Regions from separate parts of the Athene noctua genome. Here region 1 is linked to region 2. Evidence: chromatin contacts called from public Hi-C data. All regions are on one chromosome and are shown on one strand. Each heading gives the region's core, a stretch centred on a gene start, on an enhancer-like site or on the middle of the called end of the contact. The rest is flanking DNA. Distances are from core to core; before and after follow the strand shown. Region 1 holds the start of COX19 (cytochrome c oxidase assembly factor COX19). Region 2 holds the start of ZFAND2A (zinc finger AN1-type containing 2A).

Region 1 (6,664 bases), core at 1,527-4,026, 200 kb after region 2:
GTTCTGTGCCTGGGCTGGGAACAGCAGTCTCAAGGGCACAAATTCCAGTGTCTGAATGTGCTTGGTCTTGTTCAACTGATTAATTTCTTACAGCTATCCCAAGTCAAGCTACAAAATCCCCTAGTACTTTACTCAAAGCCTCTCAGAGCTTGTCAATAAATTATTTTCAAATTAACTACCTGATAATTTGAATCTGTAGGCTCTTAAAAGATGCAGCATGGTGACCAAGGGAAAACAATGAAAGTCCTGGACTCTACCCAGCCCATAAAAAGGAATAAAGGTTCTGCCCTGATGTATTACTCAGTTCAGTGCTTCCAAAAGTAACGCTAAGTGTGTAAAATCTCCTTTTGAAGGTACATTTGTACAACTGACAGATAAGCACCGATTGTGGAAGAAGTTTTCAGTGTGATATGAGAATGTTGTAAAAGAGCAAGCATTTAAAAAATGTTACTTTAGTCCATAATTAAGGACTCCTTAGTCCATAATTAATGACTAACAGCTCTGATGCAAGCAAAGCAATTTTTTTTTTAATCTATCAAGCTGTGTAACTTGAAAGAGGAAGATCCAAGATTTTCTTTAGTTTGGGGAGCCTTCTAATTTGAGCCTTCTAATTTTTGGAAAAGGCTCAGAACTCCAGACTAGAGATACTGTAAAACACTGGGTGCTTTTCAAATTATCTGATTTTTCTTCTACAATGGGCACCTTTTTTACTAAAACAGCTATTTCAGATTTCCCTGGTGCCCTGAAAGTCTCTCACTTCTTTGAAAGATAATATGTGAAAAGCATTTAATTCTCTGTTTGTGGCACTGCTCTTTGTGGCACTGTTTCTATTGAATTCTTTTGGAACTGGTTGGCTTAATCTGAAAATGAGGTGGGTTTTTTTTCTTCACACTGATTATCTAATGGGGGTTTCATTTGATCTCCTTGAGAAAAACACATACTAAACTGCTAAAGCACATGTATTAGATTCTAAGACAAACTGTACCTTTAAAGGAAACTCTAGAAGATACAACTAACATGCAATAAAAACATTAAGCAAGCATAATCAAACACTTGCTAGTACACCTGACCTGAATTTGGGTAACTACAAAATTTAAGACTCCAAAGGCAGACACTGAGTTAATTAATAGGTAATCAAAATATTTGGATATAATGTAATACAGCATATTGATATAGCCTTTGCATAGGATTGTCGCCGTCTGGGAATAATTCCACTGTGGGATCCCTGTATATCTTTTTCCTTTGATTTCTTCCTTCATCACATGAGGAATCAGCAAGACAGCTGCTGTGCCAGAAACTAAGGAACATAATTTGGGCAGTTTGATAAAATCAAGTGCCTTGATACTTTGGTTAAGCTTGTCAGATAAACCAAAGCTGCTTCTCTGCTGCTCAGTCCCCTGAGATCTGGGAGACAGTTTGCTGCAGGTATTTATGAAAGAGAAGTATCTCCCTTTTACTGTTAAGTGTTATAACGAAGTCAAGTGGAAAAGCGCTATTTACCGTATAATAAAAAACATCTATTGTTCATAGTGCTGAAAACATAGTAAGAAATAAAATCTTATATTTCAGGCTGTGTAAACCAGTTGCTTATGTAATAGAACACGGTGTAATTTTCCATTTACAATTTCAATACTGTAATAAGGAAGCAATCAAAGCATAAACAAAATGCACTTTAAATGGGGCAGCAGGTAATATTTTCATAATGGCTGTCCTTAACAATTGCATCTGTTGCTTTTTTTAAACAGCCTTGCATTCTTACTACTTATCTCAGTCATTTAATTAAAAGAAAATCAACTTAAAACAGATGAAAGACCATCTTAAACCAATTGCAGCTATGGGCAAAGAAGAAGAAAGACTCTAACAGCATAATCCACAGTTTGCACTTAGGTAGGTTAAATTAACCCCATTTCTCATCCTCCTTTCAGGATGAGATCTGAGGCTCTGCAGAGAGTATGCTGTAAACCTGTGGACAAAGGGGAAAGGGGTGTTTTTCTTCGTTATCTGTCTTGAGGACCTGGAAGTTCGCTATTTCCCAAGCACCTGCCAACAACCACTTGGTTTTACTGGCCTCATCGTTCCTGGCCTGATGGGATGCTCACCCATCGCTTGTAGGAAGCACAAAATAACTCGATGCTGTCCATCAGGTTGGTGCACGGCTGTTAAACTGAGAATTAACGAGGGATAAGCAATCACGTCGCTGCCGCCATGGGTGGCTGATGGCAGAGTTCACATCACTGCAGCAGGACAGGGATGGCTTTTCTGAAATCCTGAGGGGTTTCTAAGGAAAGTTGATAACGCCTCCCGAGGGTGCCTCAGCTCTGCGCGCTGATCCCCAGGGCTCCCGGATCGCACCGCCAGCCAGACCCGGCTCCTGAAAAATGTGGTTTTTGAGTCGTGCCTCAGTGTTCAGCAGTGCCGGGTGAGGAACTTGTTCTTTGAGGCGGAGGGCAAGGAGGACCCCGGCCTCAACCCCAGCCCTGACCATCAGCTCCTGGGCAGCAATGGGAGATGCTTGGATTAGGCTGGATCCTGTATAAACAGATTTTCTTACACCAGACTCTTGAGTTTTGCCCCTTCTCCCTTCCTTTCCCAACGCTGGGAGGAGAAACCATTTTTCCCTGCCCCTCAGGAGGCAGCCTGCCCGTGACCATCGCTCCCACCCTCCCCATTCAGAGTCCAGTGGTAACTCAGGAAAAAAAACAACTGGTTTTATGAGAAGACGGTTTATTTCGCAGAGGTCGATCGAGCTCGGGGTGCGGGGGCAGCGGGAGCGCAGCGGGAACGCCACCGGCCCGACCCTCCCGCTCAGGCGGGTCCGACCCGGCCGCCAGCCGCAGGCCGCCGGCCCCGGCCAACATGGCGGCCACCGGCGGCGTCTCCATGGTGACCCGCGCCGGGGGCCGAGGCCTGCGGCAGTGACGTCACCCCGCCCGCCCTGTTGCGTTGCCGTGGCGACGCCCCGCGTCTCCCGGCGAGGGGTCTCGCAGGAGCGCGGCGCTCTGGTTGCCGTAGCAACGCCCAAGCCGTTGCCATAGCGGCGTGGTCCCGCCCCCTCCGCCGCGCAGCAGCGGTCACGTGTCCTGCTCGGTGCGCTCGGCGCTCGCGGCAGGCGGCGGCGCTCGGTGTTCGGCTCCCCCCGGCGGCGGCTCCGTGACCGGAGGGACCCGCGGCCCGCCCCGGCCGCGTCCCCCCTTCCCCAGCCGGCGACATGTCCACCGCCATGAACTTCAGCAGCAAAAGCTTCAAACCGCGGCCGCCGGACAAGGGCGCCTTCCCGCTGGATCACTTCGGTGCGGTAGCGCGGGCCTGGCCTCCCCGCGGCCTAGCGCCGGGCCTACCCCTCCTGTCCCTCAGCCCTCCGCGGGCCGGGCCAGGGGGCCCCGGGGCCGCCGCCTGAGCCCGGCGGTAGCGCGGCCCTCGCTGTCTCTTTTCAGGGGAGTGCAGCGCCTTCAAGGAGCGGTTCATGGAGTGCCTCCGCGACAGCGGCTACGAGAGCGGTGCCTGCCGGCAGCGCGCCATGGCCTACCTGGAGTGCCGCATGGAGAGGCGAGTGGTACCCGGGGCCCCCCACGGCCTGGCCCGGCGGCGGGGGGCTGAGCGGCCCCCGGGGCTGGGAAGCCGCGGGGGTCCCTTGGCGGGGAGGGGAAGGGAACCCGCAGTGGACGCGTTCCTTCACGAAGCTCGTGTCCGTGCAAGGGGCAGGTGCCCTTTGTGGCTTTAGCGATTTACTTGGCTTATGTTTTTGATGTCGTGTAGATATCCAGCCCGAAGGGCGGGATAACTGCGAGACTGGGCCAGCTTCCACTGTGCACAACCGTCTTTGTTAGTGTGAAGCTTTATTTTTTTCCTAGCTATGGTTACAAGTTAAAAGTTTAACTTGTTCCCCTGTTTAAGTGAAAAAAACTGTTGGTGGTTGGTTTTCTAGGGATGTTTCCATTCTTGCATTGCTTTGTAATGCTTTCCGTTCAGCGGCGAGTCAGGGAGCTCATTGGGAAATGCACAAAGGGCGTTATTAAGTGCGCGTAAATACAAGGACGCTTGCATGCACCGCATGGGCTGGTGGTGAGGAAGGCTGCAAATCAAAAACCATTTGAAAATCATGACAGCAAACTATAGTGGCACTACGAACGCACTTAAAAATTTGATAAATGGCACGGGTAGAATTTTAGGAAGCTCTTACGCACTCTGTTAATTAAAGATAACCAAGAGCCGGGTCAATTTCTGAGGGAACTGTTATTCAATATTTCATATCAGGAAACAATGCATTTAATTTGAAAACTGCTGTTAAGAAAAAAGTATCCCTGAATATTGCTTTCCCAAAACTGAAGTTTCTGGGGCTTTGCCAAGTGATAGTCACTCTGTATGGATGTCTCGGATTTCTTTAGAGTAAATAATACAAAATGACATGGGAAGTGTTGCTATTCTCTTGGTTATAGACTGTGCTATACAAAACGTTTTTGTTGTTTTGTTTTTAATTTAGGCAACTTATGGCTAACGAACCACTGGAAAAATTGGGATTTAAAGACCTGATAGATGAGAAATCAGAAGCAAAACCTGAAAAGTTGTAATGAAGACAGACAACTTTGCTCCTCATGTATGGAAAGCATAACTCTTAATGTAGTACATATTGTACGTTCTGTTCGTATTGCAATAGGAAGTGTTTCTTGAAGAAACCTTTTTTCCAAGGTTTAATTTTCCTAAAATAAGATTTATTTTTTTTAAATGAGCAAAAGTACTGCTTTTGTCTACTTTCCTTAAATATTTTTTTCCTTTTAATTTCTCTAACCTACTTTTAAAGATCCATAAGAACCTGGAGAAAACAATTATTGCCTGAAATAGTCTCTGTAAGAATACTGAAGTCTTATTTTAGAAAGGCAATCCCCCCTTTATTGTGTAGATATTGAACTACAGATTAATTTTGTGTGGGCATTACTAATATGCTTACAGCAGTTACTTGTCAGGTGGAAATAAAGCTGTTGTGGTACTTGCATATTGCTTTTTATTAAATACTGGTATTAATCCCCATCTTTGGGATGATCTTCTCACTCTGCTATAGGAAACACTTGGGTACTGGGGTTGGGCAAGTATTTTTAGTTCCAGACACCAATCAGATAGTGATTCTGCTTTTATTTATCATGCCAGCAGTGTTCACCCAACTTTATTTCATCATTTAACTGGGAATCTATCATTATGAATATATTAATTTTTGCAAGTAGAGCTGCCATATGGTTTTTTTGTATCTTTATGGTGAAATTGGCATGGAGACAGGAAAGGTATTTGTGTTCTAAGTAACAGTAAAATGTACATATAAATGTGATTGGACAGTTTTTTAAAAACAAATGTTTTATGTTAAAAGCCGGGGTAGATCAAGAGTTTGCTATCTCAGAAATACAGTATTTCTTTCCAGAAAACGAAGCTGTGGCCCGTACATTGCGAAGATAATGTGGGGGGCTGTACAGGAGGTGAGCCATTGGGGCTGAGTATGTTTTTAAGCTCCCTGATAGGTGTTTGTGTAACTTAACTATGTATTATCAGAGCCAGTGGTATTTCTCTTGCATATACTAATGCAAATGAGTCTTCTTATTTTGGCTTGAACTGAGTATTAATTAATTTTGCCTATTTAGCCACATAAGAATATGTTTGAAGCAGGCAGTAAGTTTGTAAATCTGCTGGATGTATTTTCCACTGTATTTCCTGCCCTGTCCTCCCTGCTGCTTTTTCTTCTTTTTTTAACCCAGTGAATCATTTTTCTGTGTATCTGGCTCTCGGACAGCAAGCTTTAGGGTCAGGGGCTGCAGATAGTGATACACACACACAGTTTGCAGTTCTCCGACACTTTCTCCTTTATTTGGCGTCCTCTGATACATCTCACCTCTCCCGCTGTCTGCTATTATTCCTTTTGCTTCTGCTTCTTTCCACTGTGCATCTGTTCACACAGAGATCCAGGAAAGGGTAAACGAACGTTTTCTGCTCTTCATATTGCTGGTTGGAGCTGGTATTTAAATTGTCGTTCGGGTCTAATCTGATTGAACAGACTGCACATAGTTCAGAGTGGGTTCCTGTTTGAAAAGAATGTTCGCTTGCTGCTGCATATTTTTATTCTACTTCATTCTACTGTTTAAATTATATCCTTTGGTGAGATTAGTACATTTATAGAGAAGAAAGCAGAGATTTTATTGCTGAAACAGATATTAAAAGACTTTATATTAAACCACTGAACAAGAGCTTTCTTTCAGTGATACCAAGTAAGAATTATTAAAATAATCTCCAGCATCTTCAGAAGAAAGAAATCAAATTTCATGCCTCTGTGCTCCCTGAAAATTATAAGTTGAAGTGAGTCCCTGGTAGGTATGAAAGAACCCACCAGTGGTGGTGGAGTAATCTGGGCTGCTATCAGTGGTGGTTTCATCTTTTGGATGTTACTCTGCACTGTTGTTTGGCCAAAGAGTTCCTTCATGAGTTAGATGCATGTTTTTCCTGAGATAATTGTTACTGACTCTGTCCTCCAGGTGATTACAGAGTAAAAGGGGTGAAGTTTTTGAAGTCTTGAGTGACTGAATGTTGACTGTTAGTGTGCTGGAGTGATAGTTGCTATTTAAATGAAATGTCTCAGATTACACACTGATAAAGAGACCACTGGGGACTCTCTCTTTGTATAGTGACC
Region 2 (6,639 bases), core at 1,932-4,431:
TTGCAGATCAGGTTATATAAAACCAACACACCGGAGGCTACCAGGAACGGTACCTCCCCCAGACTCCAGCAAGTTAGTTACACATAGCTTTCCTTTCATAAATCCATGTTGGCTGCCCCTAATCAAATTCTGCTTCTCAAGCAATTTCCTTTGCTAATTCCTCCCGAATCAGTTCTAACCCACCTATCTCCCTTGTCGCTAAGCTAGCCAGCCTCTAATCACACGCTGCACTGTGTGATCCTTTCCCGGGTAATATGGGGTTCGGCACTTGCCTCTGGTTCTCAGCAGCCTAACCTGTCAGGAGCAACCTTCTAAAAATATCACTAAAGACCTCAGCTAATTTCTAATCCTCGTTTCTATTAAGACGGCTGCCTGTACTATGTGGGTTTCTAGACTTGGGATTTACAGTCTTCCTTAAGAGCATCTAATCTGCGCAGAGCCATTTCTGTTGTTATCCATACGCAAACTCCTCCCTTCCCCACCATAAAACATGATCCCTTTGGCAGCGGATCTCCAGTCTCCAGCGCAGCATCAGCCAGCCAACAAAGACACCAGCCTCTTCACTTAGCTGGCCCCACTGTTTTTTTGGCAAGCCTTCCTGGGGAGATCACTGGGGTCCCACTCCTCTTAGGTGCTGGGTAGGTGCTTTATATGAAAAAAAAAATCAGTCTGTGAGCTCAGTAGGGCATGTGGTTTTCTTTGCACTTCCTGAATTCTTGAGTGTTGTGTAAATAGTACAATGGAGCTGATGTATAGATGCATAATGAAGCACAGGTCTTCAAGTATCTTGTATAATTGAACTTTCTATTACTGTTTATATTTGGATTTTTTTTTTCTGTTTCCTCCTTCTTTTTAACACTCTCCCATTCCCAACTGTCAAAACCAACAAGATCAGAACAAGAAAAGTAGGGGTGTGTGCCATGATCTGGCTGCCCCCCACCGCCCTGGCAGACATCAGGTAGCTGGGTCAGCTCAGTCAAGGGAAATCCTTGCAATCACACGTCATGGGCCAAAGGAACCTGGTGGAAAATGCTGCATGGCTGTATTTTCAAGTACCAGACACGTCTTTGTGCTAAAAGGAGTACTGACTGCTAAAGCACTTCCTGGGCTTGAGAGCACCAGGGTTTGCATCAGATATGACTTGAGAGGTAGGTTCTGCTGGCAAGGAGAAGGGCAGCCATTGCCCAGGGATGGGACCATCAGCAGATGAACAATGTGATGTCTGATGGAAACATCCACCACTGCTGCAGAACACTCTTCTAGGACGCAGCCAGACAATGATGGCTCTAACTTACACAATTCAAAGCTTCTTTCCTTCAGCTGCGGGTTATACAGACACAGTGAAAAGAAACTATGTAAATCAAAGGACAATACTGCTTTGAAGGCAGATGGCCAGGAAAAATTTTATGCTAGAAACTTGAAGCTCTCTTTTTTTCATGAGAGCAGTGGGGTTGTGAGACAGCCTTCTGATGGGAATAAACAGTTTTTAACATCGGGTTTGGTTTGTTTATGAAGGGGATTACATGTAGTAGTTATATATTTAATAGGGACTTGAATTGAATGACCCAGAAGGTCTCTTCTCACATCAGTTTCCAAAGTTTATGTGTCTACAGCCATGCTGGGCAGAGGGACAGGACTCAGTCCGCTCGGCACAGCACTGCCTTTCACACTGCTCCCAGACCTGAACTGGGATCTCCTGGTGGGGCTACCTCACACCCCCCGGGTGCCCCCAGGGGGGGGTTGTGGGTGCTCCTGGCATGGACATGGCACAGCTGTCCGAGAAGACCCCATGCAGCAAGTGCCACAGGAGACAAAATCAGAGTTAGCCCTTTGCAAACCAAAGACCTGCAGCAGGCTAGTGCTCTGTCATTGCAGTTGTTTTCTGAAAGAAGGGCTTTAAAGAAGGACCTTGGGTAATGTTATGGGTCCAGGAATACCCATCCAGGAATAGGATGTTCTTACCAGGCGTGGGATAGCCTGGTAAGAACATCTGGCTGATGACATGATATCATTTAGCCCATCAGGTCTGTGCTGCCAGGAAGCCCGTAACATCGGTGCGGCCGGCTGTAAGCTGGCACGCACAGCAGGAGTCACGCGAATGCCGCGTGGCAGGGTGACGTGGAAGACAGATGAGTGGCACATGCCATTCCCAGACTTTGACAGCACAAATTAGCCTGTGCAGTCAGTTACTACATGCCTTCCTAAAGCTCCTCTTCGATCTCATAGCTCCACTCTGCATCTGAGTCATGTACTACAGGAGAAAGTCAGGTGTTTTCTGGGGAGGCCAGAGGCAAAACAACATTTTGTCCATTTCTCAATCCCGTAACAAATGTCATTAAATCAATAGTCCTCACCTCCTCTGTGTGAAGCCATATTGTTACACACACTCAAAGATCAAAATTTCTAAACTACACCCTGATCTTGAGGTGCCTTGTTAAAGTGAGATAAGCATTTAAAAAGAGACCAGCAGGGAAACTTTTTATCCATTTGACTTCTGCAAACCCACAGCTGCAGCTGATGCTTGCCCACCCAAACCAGTCAGCACGTGCTGAATCCTGCAGCGGGGCCCTGAGCATCAGCCTGCTGCGATGAGAACAGCCTCTGTCACCGAGCTCTCTGGATTTATTATAAAGTTTGGAAATAACATGAGTGAAGCATCACAGTCCAGAGGGATGGTGCCACAGCCTAAACCCTGGTGAAAAAATGAAATGTAAAAGGCAAAGGGCTGAGATGCTGTAGTGTCCTCTGGAGTGAACCAGTCCGACATGGGTTTTTCTGGGTCACTCTCCCACGTGCCCTTATTTGAGACGTGTCCCGCAGCCAGGACAGCCCTGCACTCCCGCCCCGTGGAGCGCCCGTACAACACGGTACTCACAGCTGCAGGACTGCTTGTGGCCTGCGGCTGCATCCCCTGGGGAAGCTGGAGAGGCCCCTGTCTTCAGCACCGCACCGCGCCGCGCCGCGCCCCCACCCTCAGCTCACCTCCGCACCCTCCCCTCTCCCTTCCCGCCGACCCACTCCTAGCTCGGCCCCGCCCCGGCCCCGCCCCCGCAGCATGACTCAGCACGCCCCCGGCCGCTGATTGGCCGAGCGCCGAGAACACGCAGCAGACGGCGACGGAGGGCGGGGGTCACTATTGGCTCGTCCCGCCGTGACGTCATCCGCGGTGGCCGGGGCGGGCCGGAGCGTGACTCAGCACGTGCGCGCGGGTGAGTCAGCGGGAGGCGCATAAAGGCGGCGGCGGCCGCCCTGCGCCCCCGTGGGGAAGGCCCCGTTGTTTGGCCGCCATGGAGCTCCCGGGGCTGGGCCGGCACTGCTCGGAGCGCGCCTGCAGGCAGCTGGGTAAGGCGGGGCGGGGGGGATCGGGACCCCGAGTTCGCACCTTCCCCCAGCACCCCGCCGGCTGGCACTCGTAAGGGGCGGTAGGTCCTGTGCTGGGGGGCCCAAATCCTGCACCCCGCCCCTGCAGGAGGGTGCTGTGGTTAGTAGCGGGTACCAGTGCGGCTTCTGTGATCCCCCTAAATAGGTCTGGTAGCGGGGTGACAGTTGAGCCCGGTGTATTTTGTTCTTGTATGTTGTTAAACTGTTAAGGGATGGTTTTTAAAGAATAAAAAGATTTTTGAGCCGGGGCTTTGGATTTGTACTTCAACTCCTAGCTCTTGACTAATGCCTCGCTAGAGGTTCTGTATTCAAGGAGCTTCTGACGTATTTACAACTGTTTGTGGATAAAAAGAGGGAAAACATCACTCTTACTTTTTTTTTTTAGTTTTAACATTTGTGGAGAATTACATACTTCCTCTAGATGTAACTGGATTGTGACTAGGCAAAAAATATTTGCTTTAGAATTTATTTGTAGTTTTTTATGAGTAGTCTTACAGCTGTTAGCTCTGCTCCATAAGAATCTGTTTTCTTTTTTAAATTTTTCTCCCAGACTTCCTTCCTCTGAAATGTGATGCATGTGGGGAAGTATTCTGTAAAGATCACATCCGTTATGATGACCACAAGTGCAGCTCTGCCTACAAGAAAGTAAGTTCTTACGCAAGTCAGTGATTCACACTGCAAAATTGCCAAGTCATGTATAAAGGCTGCTCTGAAACTTGACATGTGATTTTAATAGGAGCAGATGTGAGAACCACAAGTTATAAGTTAATGATAGAGCTGATTTTCAAATATACAGAAACATAAAATTTCAGAGGTCAGTACTATTAGATTCTAGTTTGTTTCACTTACACAGCATCTTCCCAGAGAGGAGTGCCTTATATTTTAAGCAATGTATTGTGGCCTAAAACTTTTTGCAGCCCTGGTCCTTTAAGCTAAAGGACAGAAAATATGAAACTACAGAATAAATAAATAGAATATGTGGAGCTAAACTTTGATCTCTGGCCCATACTTGGGCTTTGAGGTGTTCAAAGGCTGTAATTTCAGAAAGCTTAGAAGCATATTTAAAGTCAACTTACCAAATGTGTTGCTACAAATTGATTTGGGAAAGCATGTCTGACACTTTAGGATAATGATTTGCAGTTGCCTTTGAAGTACATCTTTAAAAGCATTACTAAATGAGTAGAATGTAAACCACTTGTGAATACACTTCTATCACCCATGGGTAAGAGAAGGGGAAGGACAGCAAAATAATTGAGTTGGACTTCTAATCTGTGTTTTATGTTCTTAGAATGTGCAGGTTCCAGTGTGTCCACTCTGTAATGCACCCATCCCAATACAGAAAGGGGAAATACCAGATATTGTGGTTGGAGCCCACATGGATAAGAGCTGCAAATACAATCCAGCACAGCAAAAGCAGAGGGTAAGGAAACTGCTGCTGAAGTCTAAACTGTCTGCCTAATGCTTGTGAAGTTAGGTTTTCTGACAGCAGATGTGCAGAAGCTTGCTCTGTTTCGTCTTGATTCTAAGGGTGCTTGAGCATTTATGCTTCAGCTTGGTCTTTACTTGGGAAGCTGATCACAGAAAGGAAGCCAGCATTGCCAAATTCATGTCCTCTGTTATTTAGATCTTCACAAACAAGTGCTTAAAGCCAGGCTGCAGAAGGAAAGAGATGATGAAGGTAGTTTGTGAACAGTGTGGTGGCAACTTCTGCATAAAACATCGGCATCCTCTGGATCATGACTGTAAAGCGAGCAGTCACTCCACCTCCAAGGCAGGGTAAGCTGTATTTATGATACTTTGAGCTCAAGTTGTAATTTCAGAGCTAGTATCGGGTTGGTGGGGAGCTCAGACCAATAGGGAATTCTGTAAGCCACTAGTGACATCAATAAAATAGTCACAGTCACTACTTCTTCTTTGTATTTCAGGCTTAACTTCTGAAAGTCTGTGAGCCAAGATAAAAGCTTGTCAAATGCTTCCCTAAAATTCTTCCAAGCTTACCTGTGTCAGTCTCCTAATTGAGACTAGGAACTGGCCCACTCAAGTACTGATTGGGGTCTGGATCTAAATACTAGAATTCTGAAGTTTTGCCCAGCACATTGAAGTAACTAAGAAAAATCAGTACCCTGCCATGCTAAGTTTAAACTCAGCTTTATTAAAAATGTCTCTTGCAGGGAGATGTACCTTCATTGTTCTGTGCAATAGGACTGTAAGACTTGTGTGACAAATGCAGATAATTAAACTGGATGGAAGACTGAAACTACTGGCAGTGTGCATAAGAAGTGCTGAGCCCGGTTGTATTTCTTTTGTAGATATGCAGCTCTGATGAGAGCCTCTCAAACTGCCTTCAAGTCAACGGGAGCAATTGGAGTGCCATCTAATGGGAGTCTTCAGCACAACAGGTATAAGCTGGAGAAGGAGAAAAGACAAACACTGTTTAAGAATAGTCTTATGTCAATACAGTGTAGGAGTGTCCCTGTCATACCTCTAACTGTTCTAGAGTTGGTAGTTGACCTTTAATTGGTGTTGGGAATGCAGTAGAGAGATTGTGACCGCACAAGTAAATCTTTACTTCTCCGTACTGTAGTGATTAAAATAGCTATATAGACACAAACATTAGAACATCAAATTGTTGTAACAAGCGGGTTCGTCTTCCACCTGCTCAGTGTGAGGCTTGGTCAAGTTCTAGAAGAATGTGTAATCAGAAGGAGGAAAACACAGCAAGCATCTGAATAAATGGCCCAAGCCCTTCCCTGCCATGTTCTGTCTCCTTGATGGAAAGTTTGAGCTGTGTAACTCTTACAATGCTTATGTCTTTCAGATGCAGATAGTAGAGGCTCTTCGCATCTGGATCAAACCTGTCTACTTTAAAGTCTTGTTTATAGCTCCTAAATTTTCTATGCAATTAATTTATTTTTGTATCATATTGTTTATGCATTCAATAAACTGTCACCCTTTCCAAGCCATCTTCGTTTGTTCCTATATTTGGATTAAGAGCTTTAATGCTATGGAAAACAGTATTGGTGGGGGAAATTGGGGAGTGGTGTTAGAGGAAGACTAAACTTAGTATGAAACACTTTGCTTAGGTCATGCTAAGTCTGAACTATGAGTTTCCTAAGATGAAAGTGTGAAATACAAACTACTGTCATATGACTCCATCCTTCTGGATATGGACTGGTGTACTGCAGCTTTCTGCTTGACAAACAGTGTACATCAATGTGAAACAATTTTTATGAGCTGCCTCTTGGATTCTGAATGTCA

Evidence for each region. Hi-C and Micro-C count contacts between places; a contact is called where the count stands out from the background.
Region 1: a contact with region 2 is called in a Hi-C map of heart, with 2.3 times the contacts expected there. The contact joins the promoter of COX19 here to the promoter of ZFAND2A in region 2. A contact is called at or near these places in 2 of 2 Hi-C or Micro-C datasets (heart and liver).

Annotation. Positions count from the first base shown.
Region 1 is chr15:9,499,714-9,506,377 of bAthNoc1.hap1.1, forward strand. COX19 (cytochrome c oxidase assembly factor COX19) reads left to right here and starts at 2,777. Exons shown (of 4, transcript XM_074919659.1): 1 at 2,777-3,290; 2 at 3,435-3,546; 3 at 4,481-4,594. The coding sequence starts at 3,209. The coding sequence ends at 4,568.
Region 2 is chr15:9,299,917-9,306,555 of bAthNoc1.hap1.1, forward strand. It overlaps ZFAND2A (zinc finger AN1-type containing 2A), which reads left to right and starts at 3,182. Exons shown (of 6, transcript XM_074919308.1): 1 at 3,182-3,342; 2 at 3,932-4,026; 3 at 4,670-4,801; 4 at 5,006-5,157; 5 at 5,691-5,780; 6 at 6,200-6,344. The coding sequence starts at 3,288. The coding sequence ends at 6,209.